Regions from separate parts of the Mus musculus genome. Here all the other regions are linked to region 1. The links are chromatin contacts, called in public HiChIP or PLAC-seq maps. All regions are on one chromosome and are shown on one strand. Each heading gives the region's core, a stretch centred on a gene start, on an enhancer-like site or on the middle of the called end of the contact. The rest is flanking DNA. Distances are from core to core; before and after follow the strand shown.

Region 1 (3,545 bases), core at 290-2,789:
CTAGAACTACATACATTATTTGTCATTAAAAACAAAATCTTGAAGACCTCTGAAAACTGAGGCCTTGTAAATTCACATTTGTAGCTCAGAAAAATTTTTCTCAAAAGAATGTCACTTTGGCACTTTAATGCGTCACTAGTGTTTTAAATGTTCCACCTACAGCTGATGATGCCATCTCAGAGTGACTAAGAGCTAAACCAGTGATTCTTAACTTACATACACATACCTGGGATTCTAAAACTACCGGGGAATGTGGACTGGGGTCCTGAAATTCTGCATTTCTAGCAAGCTGTGAGACCAACCAACACTGCTGGTCTTGATTTTAAGTCTACAGTAAGATATTTACAGGACTTTAGAATAGAACTAACTACATACAGTAAACAATGTCCCATTATGGGACACAAATTAAAATTATGTGAGCATCTTTTTTTTTCTTTTCCCCAGTATTGCTACAGAGTCAGTAAAGATAACAAAGGCCTAAATTTTGCTTCCTTTATCAAATGGCTCACCCATCTTTGATAAGCCTTTAATAAGGCCTCATGTAAATAAATGCCCCTTGGATGTTTTCATACCTGCCCTATCCAGCTGAAGGGAGGTTGTATATGCAAGATTCCCAATCATAAGCAGGGAGTCAACTCAGTAATTGCTGGAGCACGGTAACAAGAGTGGGAAGATGGCATGCCAGCAAACACAACCAGATAAGTGAGATTGACATGACATATAAATTAGCTTATCCCCTGTCCTGTCCTTTTTTCCACAGTACACATTGTCAACCACAGACCACTGCTAAAATTGGATCCTTTGCTTACACCACAGACTCTGAACAAACGCCAAAGCTTTGTTATTTTTTTTTTCTTCCTACATTATGGTAGGCTTTGTTTCTATTATCCCTTGGCCACTCCATCCTGAAAATATAATGCTGGCACAGTCTAGGAGCCTTCGCCGCTCAGAATCCACACCATCTAGGGTCCTTTCTGTTGAGCTCCATCTCCATCACGCATGTACCAATTCCAGCATCAGCCTTGATTTCCAGGTAGTCTTGACATCAACCTTTTGTGTCAGAGCACGCCTGAGGATGCTGCTCCCACCTGCTTTCTGCCATAGCTCTGGGGTTCCTTGGTTACAGCGTACAACGGGTCATGTGGGCAATGTCCTTGACCTCTGGACAGTAGAGCACTGGAGGAAAGAAGAAGGGTTAGTGGCAACAGGAGGATGCAACTTGACCCAGCATTCTTCGGTGCAATGTACCCAGTATCCTCCCTAGGCCGCCCCTCACCATTGCTAGGCAACGGACGCCGCAAGCGGCGTGCCGGCGCCAGGACCCTGTCCAAAATTCGGCGAAGCGCGCGCCAACCCGCACTTGGAGGTCCCGCCCCCTTCTCGCTCTCCGCTTCCCCGTCGTCGTCCTCTCCATCCTCTCCGCTGTCTTTGGCCGGGCTCCCCATCGGGTCTCCTTCACGCTCAGCCCGGGCTTTTTCCTCCAGCCGTGACCACAAGACAGGGTCTAGCGCGATCTCCGTGACGCCGCCGCGCGGGAGCGGGGAAGGCGCGCGGCAGAACGGGCACGTGACAGCGCGGCGCAGGCGCACCACGCGCGCGGCCGTGCGGCTGCCGTCGCCCCGCGCTGCCAGCTCGCGCAGGCAAGCTGTGCACAGCGTGTGGCCGCAGCGGGCGCGCGCCGTGCCAGGCAGGCGGCGGGGCGCACGGGCCCCGAGGTTGTAGGGTCGGAAACAGATGTTGCAGTCCAGCTCACCCAGCTCGGGAAGAGAGGGCACTCTCATCAAGAGCTGCATCGTGGTCACCGTGGCCCGAGGGCTTCGATCTCTAGGCGGCTAGGATACAGAACGAATGAGCCCTCCTTGGGCCAGGGCAGGGGCCTGGGGCCCGCGCCGCCGCCTCTGTCCCCTTTTAATAGTGAGGCCCCGCCCTCGAGGCGTCACGCGCAGATGGGCCGCTCCCTTCCGAGGCACGCGTTGGGGCGGCAGAGGCGCGAGGCTGGACTTGCGAGTGGGGATGCAGCGGGCTGAATGCCCAGGACAATGCCAGAATTACCCGAGGGAAGAGGGGGGCACGCTCCACCCACAGCCTCCATGGCGGACTCCTCACCCCCAGCAAAACACTAGCGCTGTCACTTAAACCTACCTGATGCAGGTGTCCAGGTCTCCTCTTGCACACAGTCACTAGCACAAGTCTATATGGCCCTGTTGGCCTATTTGTCACATGTTCATACTCTTTCACAATCCCCTCCTGCCCTTCCCCTCACAAACAGGCAACATATGCCAGGTTTACTGTTGGTTCTGCCCAGTTTTAATTGGTCTTCTGGATGTTTGGATTGTGCCCAGCCATAATTCACTCTGCCCTCGCCTCTCCTTTTTATACATGGCCTCTTGGGTTCTTTGGAAGGCTGGCTCCCTCAAATTCCTCCCCCTACCCCCTCTGAGAGTTTGAGTCCAGCTAACACCTCAGCACAAGGAGGGACCTAGATTCCAGGAGCATGGCCTTAGGAATGCTGGGAATCTTTTCCTTCCGGAGTATCCAGACTTGGACACCCACACAGCATGATGGTGGAAACGAAGCAGCTCTGCGTGACTTCTGACTCAGGGGTCTGACTTCTCCCACAGGTAAACAGGACGTGGTACTCACAGCCCACATTCCCTCACGGTGTGGCACCCACACCCAAGCTGCCTCCTCAGCCTCTCGAACCCAGGCTCTGTTGCGGAGGATAATAACACAGTCTTGACACAGCTGGCTCAAGAACAAATCCTAGTTGTGACACCCACAGACAAGTTACTTCATTTCTCTGGGCCTTGATTTCTTCATCTACAAAGTGTGGGTAATAATAGTAAGGATGGAAAGAGCTTGTGTTTGTAAGGTGCTTTAAATGGTGCCTGATGGTACACAGTAAACATCAGATAAGCAACAGCTGTTATTATCCTTATCATCCCTGGCTCCACGCCGGCTTTGTGTTCTCTGTAACTTCTCTGTACCCAGTATTTCCCATACACCATCTCTTGGTTAATACAAGATGGGTTTCTTTACATGGTATAGCATTTACCGGCCCATCACAGGTAAGATAGAGCTGGTTTTGGTTTTTAACATTAGCATTTTAAAGCTAAAATCTTTGAGGGTAATCTTTGTTTTAGGGACAGGGTCTTACTCTGAAGCCCTGGCTGGGCTGAAACTTTTCATATAGTTCTGGATGACTTCAAACTCACAAGAAATCTGCCTGCCTCTGCCTCCTGAGTGCCGGCATTAAAGGCTATTGTTACCATGCCTAACAACAGTAATCTTTTGCCCAGTCTAAGTTGGAACCTACTATGTAGCCTAGGCTGGTCTCAGAATCAGGGCAGTCCTCCTACCGCAGCTTCCAGAGCACCAGGATTATGGTTTCTGGAAAATAATCTTCTTGGTGAGATTTACCTAAGATTTGTTTTATTTTTAGTGATGTATGTTTGTGGGTCTGTGTGGGTGTGTGCCCATGAGTTCGGGAACCCCTGGAATCCAAGTAGCTGTCCCATCTCCTGGAGCTGGAGTCGAATGTGGTT
Region 2 (3,545 bases), core at 525-3,024, 82 kb after region 1:
CCAGTGCTCTTAACCACTGAGTCATCTCTCTGGCTCTTGGTTTATGACTTTAAAAATTCTTTTGTTGTAATCTGAGTGGGAGCGGAGAGACAATTTCATCTGGACACTCTGCTTGTTCAATCTGAAGTTTCTTCCTCTCTCTCTTTTTCTCTCCCCCCAACACCCTTATACCCCCAACAAGGTTTCACTTGTAGCTCTAGTTTACTGGGATAGCCTTGAGCTCACAGAGATCCACTTGCTTCTGCCTCCCTCTGCTGGGATTAAAGGCTTGCACCACTCCACCTGGGCTAACTTCTGTGCTAACTATTTTTGCCGAACACTCTCATCCTAGACTCTGTAAAGCCCAGAGCTGGAGTCTGAGCTCAGCATCCTCTTTGCTCTTTGAGGGGCTTCTCATTTCTCTCTCCCACCAGGCCCCCTGAAGTCTGCCACCACTCCTTGAGCAACAGGACACCCTCTACCCCACCAGTGTTTGAGCTTTTTATTCTAGTGACAGCGGCATCCCCACACACCCCGGCCATCCTTTGGCTTTTTGCTTGTCTAGTTTTCTCCTCCATTTTCAGCAGACCTGCCAGCATCCCCTTAGCCACAAGCCAAACCCTGACTGTGTCACCTCCCAGTGCCACAACGCCGAAGTCATCACTGTAGACTGCCCATTCGTCACACTTCAAGGAAGGAGTCTCTTTGGGTGTGAAGCTGATCCTGAGACCTGTGTTGGTCTCACGAATCCCTCTGTGTGTCTTGGGTCTTGCCCATCCTCTCCTTCCAGCCTGCTCTCTGAGGGCTGTGCAGTGCCCTCCCACTCAGCCATCCTGGTAGCAGAGCAGGGTTTATGTGGCTTTCTCAGTTCTTGTCACCTGGGTCACATTGGCTCCACCGTTAGCCCTATGTAACTCGGGCTAACCCATCACATTGCCTGGTGACAGAGTTAGGTTTCAGGGTGAATCCTTGACCAAGATAGACCAGTTTCTATTGTGGTGGCTCATGCATACAACTCCCTTGTGGATGTTGAGGTAAGGTTACAGAGATTTCTAGGGGAGCGTCCTGCATTGAAAGCTGAACTTTAGACGTTCGTTGAAGTCTCCAGGCAAGTAGGGCTATTTTAACTTAAGTCTGGGAGGATGAGAGGCTGGAGCCTCGCAGCCACATCTGCCACCATGAAAGGAGACTCTCCTTTGTGTGCCTCCATACCAACCTGCTAGGCAAGATGTGTCCACTAATGCAATAGTGACATGATTGTCATGGGGGTAACCACCTGTGTCCCGAGAGGATCTGAGGTCTGCCACACAAGATGGCATTCATACTTGATACTTTGGACCCGGTTCAAAGTCCGTAGCTGGAGAGGCCCTAGGCCCTCAGGGTGAATACACTACTTCTGTCTTGCTAAGTCTTGTCAAACCACCTCCTAAATATTTGTGTTTATACTCATAGGCCAGTGTTGCTCCTAGTTGTGTCAAAGAAGGCTCTCTTCTCAGTGAATGATGCTTACTGCAGATTCATGGCTGGTCAAAATGCTGAGAGTGACTGTTGAGTGCTCAGTTATCAACAGGATATCCAGATCATCCTGCCAAGGTGAGGGAACATCACAGAAGAGGAAAGTGGAAAGAAGGTATGAGCCAGAGGATGGGGAGGGAAGCTGGGAAGTGCTGTTCTGGGCGTGAGATGGCCACTGCACTCAGGAACCCATAGCCATTGCACTTGGACTACACAAGACTGGAACTGCCAGCATTCACTCACGGGTGGGGAAGGGCTCCCCCTATGGGCAGCCAATGTTGCTGCGGGGAAGGGAGTCCTTATCTTGCTTGGGTGATGAAGCCACCCACTAGTGAGGTGTGTGTACTTATGCAGGTGGCCCTGGTTAAACATACTGGGCCACAGAACAAAACTAAACACACAGTGATGGAAGGGGGGCTTGTGGGGAAGACTGGGGTAGGAGGAAGCTAAGAAAGAGAATGCGTGTGTCCGGAATGTATTATATACATGTGTGAACTTGTCAAAAAATGAATTTTAAAAAGTAAATAAAGGTAAGCCTCGTGGTCAACAAAGCCGGTTACAGGGGAAGAGTCAAACCCGATAACCCCAGAGTTGTCTACCTGGAACCAGACCGGCCTACAGTCAGGTTCCCTGCCCTACCCAGGACGCTCTTCTGCCTTCTCTAAACCCACTGTCCAGAGAATCATGTTCGAAAGTGGCTCAAGAAAGACATAAAGCAACAGTCTCTAAAACAAAACAAAAACTAACCCAACCCAAAACAAAACAAAAGAAAAATATAAATAAATAAATAACTTAAACATGGTCTACAGCTCCCCCTGGTGGACAATATTGTTTTTTTTCAGAGTCTAGATACCAGGACTCCACCCTAAGGCCTGGTAGTCTGCATACAGTACATCTAGATCAATTTAAAACATCTTTCTTGATTCAAAAGCATGCAGTTGCTGCTATTTATAGTCCTGATCACATCGCATTCCCACAATACTTTGTGGTTTGAAAGTACAATTCCAAAGAAAACATGTCGGGATTGTGCAGTTAATTGAGAATGGACTAGAACGTCAGGAATCAACTGTCATAACTATCCAAAAAGATAAAAAGATGATGGAATAGAAACGACACTGAAAATGTAAGGCCTTGGAAAATTACAGCTCAGTAACTTCACTGATGCCAGGTTTCGTACCTCTCACTTGCCTCTCGTCTCTGAAACCTATCACACGCAAATGAGCAAACAGAGACAGACAGCAATGAAACTGCAACAAAGCTGATCGTTTCCAGCAAATTCAAAACTGGAGAAGATACGTCAGGAGAAAAAAAGAAGGAAAGGGCTGTTTTCCTGTTGAGAGTCAAGTTGTCCTAGGCTCAAGGGAGGCTCCTGGGAGGCAGATGGGCCTAAGGGTCCCGGGTGGCAGAGTTTCTGAGCTGTAGGACCCTAGGAGGAAGATCTGTTATCTATGGTCTGGCCCTGTGGTCAGCCAGAGAAGGAAGCTTGCTGAAAAGCCTAAAGAGGCAGGTGCAGCCCTCTGCAAATCCCAGCTGTCACTCCAACCCAGTGGCTGCCTCTGCTGCCCTCCTGCCACCACCACCACTCTGATGTCAGCTCCCACGAGGGAAACTGAGCCCCAGAGAGAGCAGTATTGCCTTATTATGGTCTCCACAGAACCATGGGCAAAGGAACCCTGGGTACACATGGTCTCTACAGACTGCTCAAGCCTGAGGCATCAGAGCCTTACCTCTGGGGATGCCCTTGGTGGCGGATCTGCAAGAGAATGGACTCCTGCGCTATCATACAGTCCGGGCTGTACTGAGGGAAGAAGACAGCCTGCCAGTGCAGGAAGCTAAAGATGATCTGTGGACACGGTCAGGGAATCCACACCATCTCTAGAGCCTCAGCCTACACCTTCTCTCCCAAGCCTTTCAGAACCATCATCAGTCCTGGAAACCGTGGGTAAGGCAGAGCAGTCTCAGCATCCCGATTCCCCCCTGTCCATACCATTAAGGGCGGAGACTTGGATTGTAGCAAACAGCTTGTAGTAGTAAATGTGTATCATCGAAGT
Region 3 (3,545 bases), core at 321-2,820, 65 kb after region 1:
TTCAAGGCCAACCTGGTCTACAGAGCAAGTACCAGGATAAACATTGAAGGGTACACAGAGAAACCTGCCCTGAAAATAATAAATAAATAAATAAACAAATAAATAAATAAATAAATTAAAACCCCTCAAGTATGATGGAGCAGAGGTTTTAAAATGATTTTTGTTTGTCTTCTGTGTAGGACAACTTATACTTTTATTGGTCCTTTTAAAATCATAAGATGGGATTCTAAAGAGGGACAGGGTAGAGATGAAGGGAGGAGGGAGAGAGCCACTTGGCAGGTGCTGTGAGGTCTCATGGAAACATTTTGGCAGAGGCTGACCACACGGTGGCCTCCCCACCTTTCCTTCAAGGTCTCTTGGGGGAGAGTTACTGAGGAGTGGATTTCAGGAGCAATGCGGTCAAGTTTCTGTCTATTCAAGGACGGTGCTCAGTCCCGTGGCTGCTTCTGTTTTCCGTTTCCTTGGCTCTCCTAAGAGCCAAGAAGCCTAGGTCCCTAGCACACTTTCAGTCCCCCCACCTGTTCATTCCTACCTACAATTGTTACCTTCACGCTGCTATAAACAAAATACTCAAGGGAAATCATCGAAAGGGGAAAATGGCATTATTTGGACTTGTGGTTTCAGAACGTCTGGGCATTGTGATGGGGCAGGATCAGAGGTGGGGGGCAGCTCCCTCAGGTGTCCAGGAGCTTCTCTGACTCCACACCTGTAAACAGAGAACACAAGCCAGAACAGGAGAGAGGATACAGCCGCGGCTAGTGAGTCTTCAGCAGCCAGGAGCCACCTCCTAAAATCTCCACAGCTTTCCAAATTCCACTACAGGCTGGATCCCAGCACCCTAAACATAGACCTGTGGGGGCCCATAACAGTCACCAGATTCTGTCAGATGTTTCTTTAGAGGCCTCTTTGGGTTGCTGGGCTGCCTGGGCCTTCTGACCTAGCTCTCTTATTCTGCACAATAGAACTTTCTAAACCCATAGTTGTGCAAACCTGTAGATTTGTGTCCTTACTCACTTTCACAGTCTTCTCCCACTGCATCAAGTTCCAGGCACCTGAGCATATCCTTGCTAGAACCCTGAATTCCTCCTCCCATAGGGCTCTCAGAGCCAGCGATGACCCTGGGGACCGCCATGTCCTCTGGGATTCCAGACCGTTGGAGGTGATGCTGTAGGGTTACCTAGACCTTTGGGACTCTGTTGCAAGCTGGACTGCAGCACCCCTGTGGGGTCTGCCTCAGAGTCCCAGCTGTTCCTGGGCTGGGATCTTTTTCCATCTTGAACTTCCCCTTAACCATCTGAAAACCTATCTGGCATTTCTGACTCTGTCCCTGACCTTGAGTGTTGACTGGAAGTGTACTCAGCCCATGGCACAGTCTCCTCTCTTCATCAGCTCTTGTCTTCTGTCTGGGGACTGAAGAGTCATATTGTCACATCTTATTGGCCAGACTATTCCCCACAGGACCTAGATTTTAGAAGCTTAAAAGCTGTTGAACCATCTCACTCGGTTCTTTTCTGGGCAGGCAGATCTGTCCCCTTCTCCCCGGAGAGAAGTGTGACTCATGCCTGCAAGCCCAGCCCTTGGGAAGTGAAGGCAGGAGGATCAGAAGTCCAAGGTCACCCTCAGCTACAGAGTGACTTGGAGGCAGCCTGGGTTACATGAGATGCTGTCTTTTAAAAAAATTAAACAACCCCCAAACCAGCATAAGTGAAGTGAGATCTAATAGGAAACTGGCGGCGGGGTGGTGGGGTGGGGGGAGGATGTAGGTTGATAATATTTCAGAATATTGTCTATATGAACAAAAGGCCACTACGAATTACCACATACTGCCATGGGATTATTCTGAGCTGAAGATATTTGAGAAACAGCCCTCACAGAGAGGCTCAGTCCACCCCAGCTGCTCTGTCTAACAGCAGGAACTTCTGGCTATTTAAACAACCACAAACCCCTCTTCACGGCTGCACATCCACGCCAGGAGCGGGTGAACTACCAGCAACCCCCTCCAAACCACTGAGCTCTTCGTAAACCAACCCACCACAAACGTATATCCTGTCTGTTCTCCACAAGAGTCTAACCATTATCAACAAAGAAATTTATTTATTTTTCTTCCTCTAGATACCACCTGTTAAAGTAGGTTTATAAAGATTTGTTTGCATTTAATGTAACCTGCGCTTTTCCTGAATGTATCTATGTGCACACCAATGCAGCACCCAAGGAGGTCATAAGAGGGTGACAGATCCCCTGGAACTGGAGTTACAGAAGTTGTGAGCTGCCTTGTGGGTGCTGGGAACCAAACCCAGGTCCTCTGCTTCAGCAGCCACGGCTCGGACTCACTGAGCCTTTCCTCTGTCCCTTTAAGTCAGGTCTCGGAGGCCCCACCAGCACTGAGTGAGCTGAGCCACTTTCCGAGTGAAATCCCGCATATGTAAGTCAACATCTTGGTCTTTTCTCTCCATAATCTGTCCTTTGTCAGCTTCGTTCACAGGCTCTCCGAAAATCATGCAAGATTTTGAAGAAAATCATTTCCTTGAAGACCTTTTTCGAGTCTTTTTTTTTGGTTTTTTGGTTTCTCTGTCCTATAACTCACTCTGTGTACCAGGTTGGCCTCGAACTCAGAAATCCACCTGCCTCTGCCTCCCAAGTGATCGGATTAAAGGCATGCGCCACCACTGCCGGGTTAGTTTGAGTCTTCTTGATGTTTAAGGATCCCGTTCCATTGTCGAGATTCTAATTCTAACCCACAGAGGTCAGGCAATTTCTATTAACCTCCTCATTCATAAGTTTGTTGGCCTGAGCCCAAGAAAGAAGCATCGTCATCATAAAGAAGCCCAGGGTTTCAGAGACTAGCACTAGCTCTCGCTTCTAACGCCTGGGAAGGACAGGAGTGCAAAACCTTTGCGTGAATGCTTTGTGTTTTGGGGGCCAACAACACAACAGTATTCCTTCCGTCTCCTTTTCCATTTTTATTCTTCTTAGTTAGTCTCATACATTTTTAATTTTCTACACAATCAGACTGACACATGTGCATATGGTTGTAACTTAGACCTTAATTTACCCTGTATATTAAATATTGTTTTAGAGGTACTGGGCTCAGTACACGTGCCAGGCAAGTGTACTACCACCGGCTTATATCCTTAGCCTACATCCTAGGCTTGCAATAGATAGGAGATGTATTGCATGAGTTTATCACGTGATCAGCTGATGTTGGGTTTGTGCGGTAAGATTTTCTTTTAGTATTTTACAAGAATGCTTTATTGCCATATTAACCATCTCTGGACAGAATTATTTTGGCTAGGATTATTTCTTCAATATGATTTCCTGGAGGTAGAATTACCCAATGAAAGGATATACACGGTTAACATTTAATTTTTTTGTTTTTTTGTTTGTTTGTTTGTTTTTGAGACAGGGTTTCTCTGTATAGCCCTGGCTGTCCTGGAACTCACTTTGTAGACCAGGTTGGCCTCGAACTCAGAAATCCGCCTGCCTCTGCCTCCCGAGTGCTGGGATTAAAAGTGTGCGCCACCACGCCTGGCTCAACATTTAAATTT

The links. HiChIP or PLAC-seq counts read pairs in DNA pulled down with a chosen protein or histone mark.
Region 2: a CTCF HiChIP or PLAC-seq map of the NIH/3T3 cell line shows a contact between it and region 1, with 18 read pairs. The contact joins the enhancer-like site here to the promoter of Rnf227 in region 1. A contact is called at or near these places in 15 of 39 promoter capture datasets (the C10 cell line, the HPC-7 cell line, the SN4741 cell line and 9 more), 5 of 15 datasets of contacts at CTCF or cohesin (CD8 T cells, the NIH/3T3 cell line, embryonic stem cells and 2 more), 20 of 484 Hi-C or Micro-C datasets (the AML12 cell line, the Ba/F3 cell line, the C2C12 cell line and 16 more), 15 of 115 datasets of contacts at active chromatin or transcription factors (CD8 T cells, the NIH/3T3 cell line, SST interneurons and 10 more) and 4 of 9 other capture datasets (adipose tissue, embryonic stem cells, liver and 1 more).
Region 3: a contact with region 1 is called in a CTCF HiChIP or PLAC-seq map of CD8 T cells, with 16 read pairs. The contact joins the enhancer-like site here to the promoter of Rnf227 in region 1. A contact is called at or near these places in 20 of 39 promoter capture datasets (the C10 cell line, the HPC-7 cell line, Sertoli cells and 13 more), 6 of 15 datasets of contacts at CTCF or cohesin (CD8 T cells, the G1E-ER4 cell line, the NIH/3T3 cell line and 3 more), 29 of 484 Hi-C or Micro-C datasets (the AML12 cell line, the Ba/F3 cell line, the C2C12 cell line and 23 more), 15 of 115 datasets of contacts at active chromatin or transcription factors (CD8 T cells, Th17 cells, bone marrow-derived macrophages and 10 more) and 4 of 9 other capture datasets (adipose tissue, embryonic stem cells, liver and 1 more).

Annotation. Positions count from the first base shown.
Region 1 is chr11:69,338,790-69,342,334 of GRCm38.p6, reverse strand. Rnf227 (ring finger protein 227) reads right to left here and starts at 1,539. Exons shown (of 2, transcript NR_027827.2): 1 at 1,277-1,539; 2 at 1-1,176.
Region 2 is chr11:69,256,745-69,260,289 of GRCm38.p6, reverse strand. Gm40039 (a long non-coding RNA gene) reads left to right here. Exons shown (of 4, transcript XR_879967.2): 3 at 1,432-1,572. Among named protein-coding and RNA genes, the nearest start is that of Gm40039, 3.6 kb to the left of the region's middle. Within about 2 kb of position 1,774, at least 58 of the 459 cell types and tissues checked have an H3K27ac peak or open chromatin away from gene starts, as enhancers often do. A contact at or near this core is called in the Ba/F3 cell line, the C2C12 cell line, CD8 T cells and 13 more, where this site is marked.
Region 3 is chr11:69,274,261-69,277,805 of GRCm38.p6, reverse strand. No RefSeq gene overlaps it. Among named protein-coding and RNA genes, the nearest start is that of Gm40039, 14 kb to the right of the region's middle. Within about 2 kb of position 1,570, at least 42 of the 459 cell types and tissues checked have an H3K27ac peak or open chromatin away from gene starts, as enhancers often do. A contact at or near this core is called in the Ba/F3 cell line, the C2C12 cell line, CD8 T cells and 6 more, where this site is marked.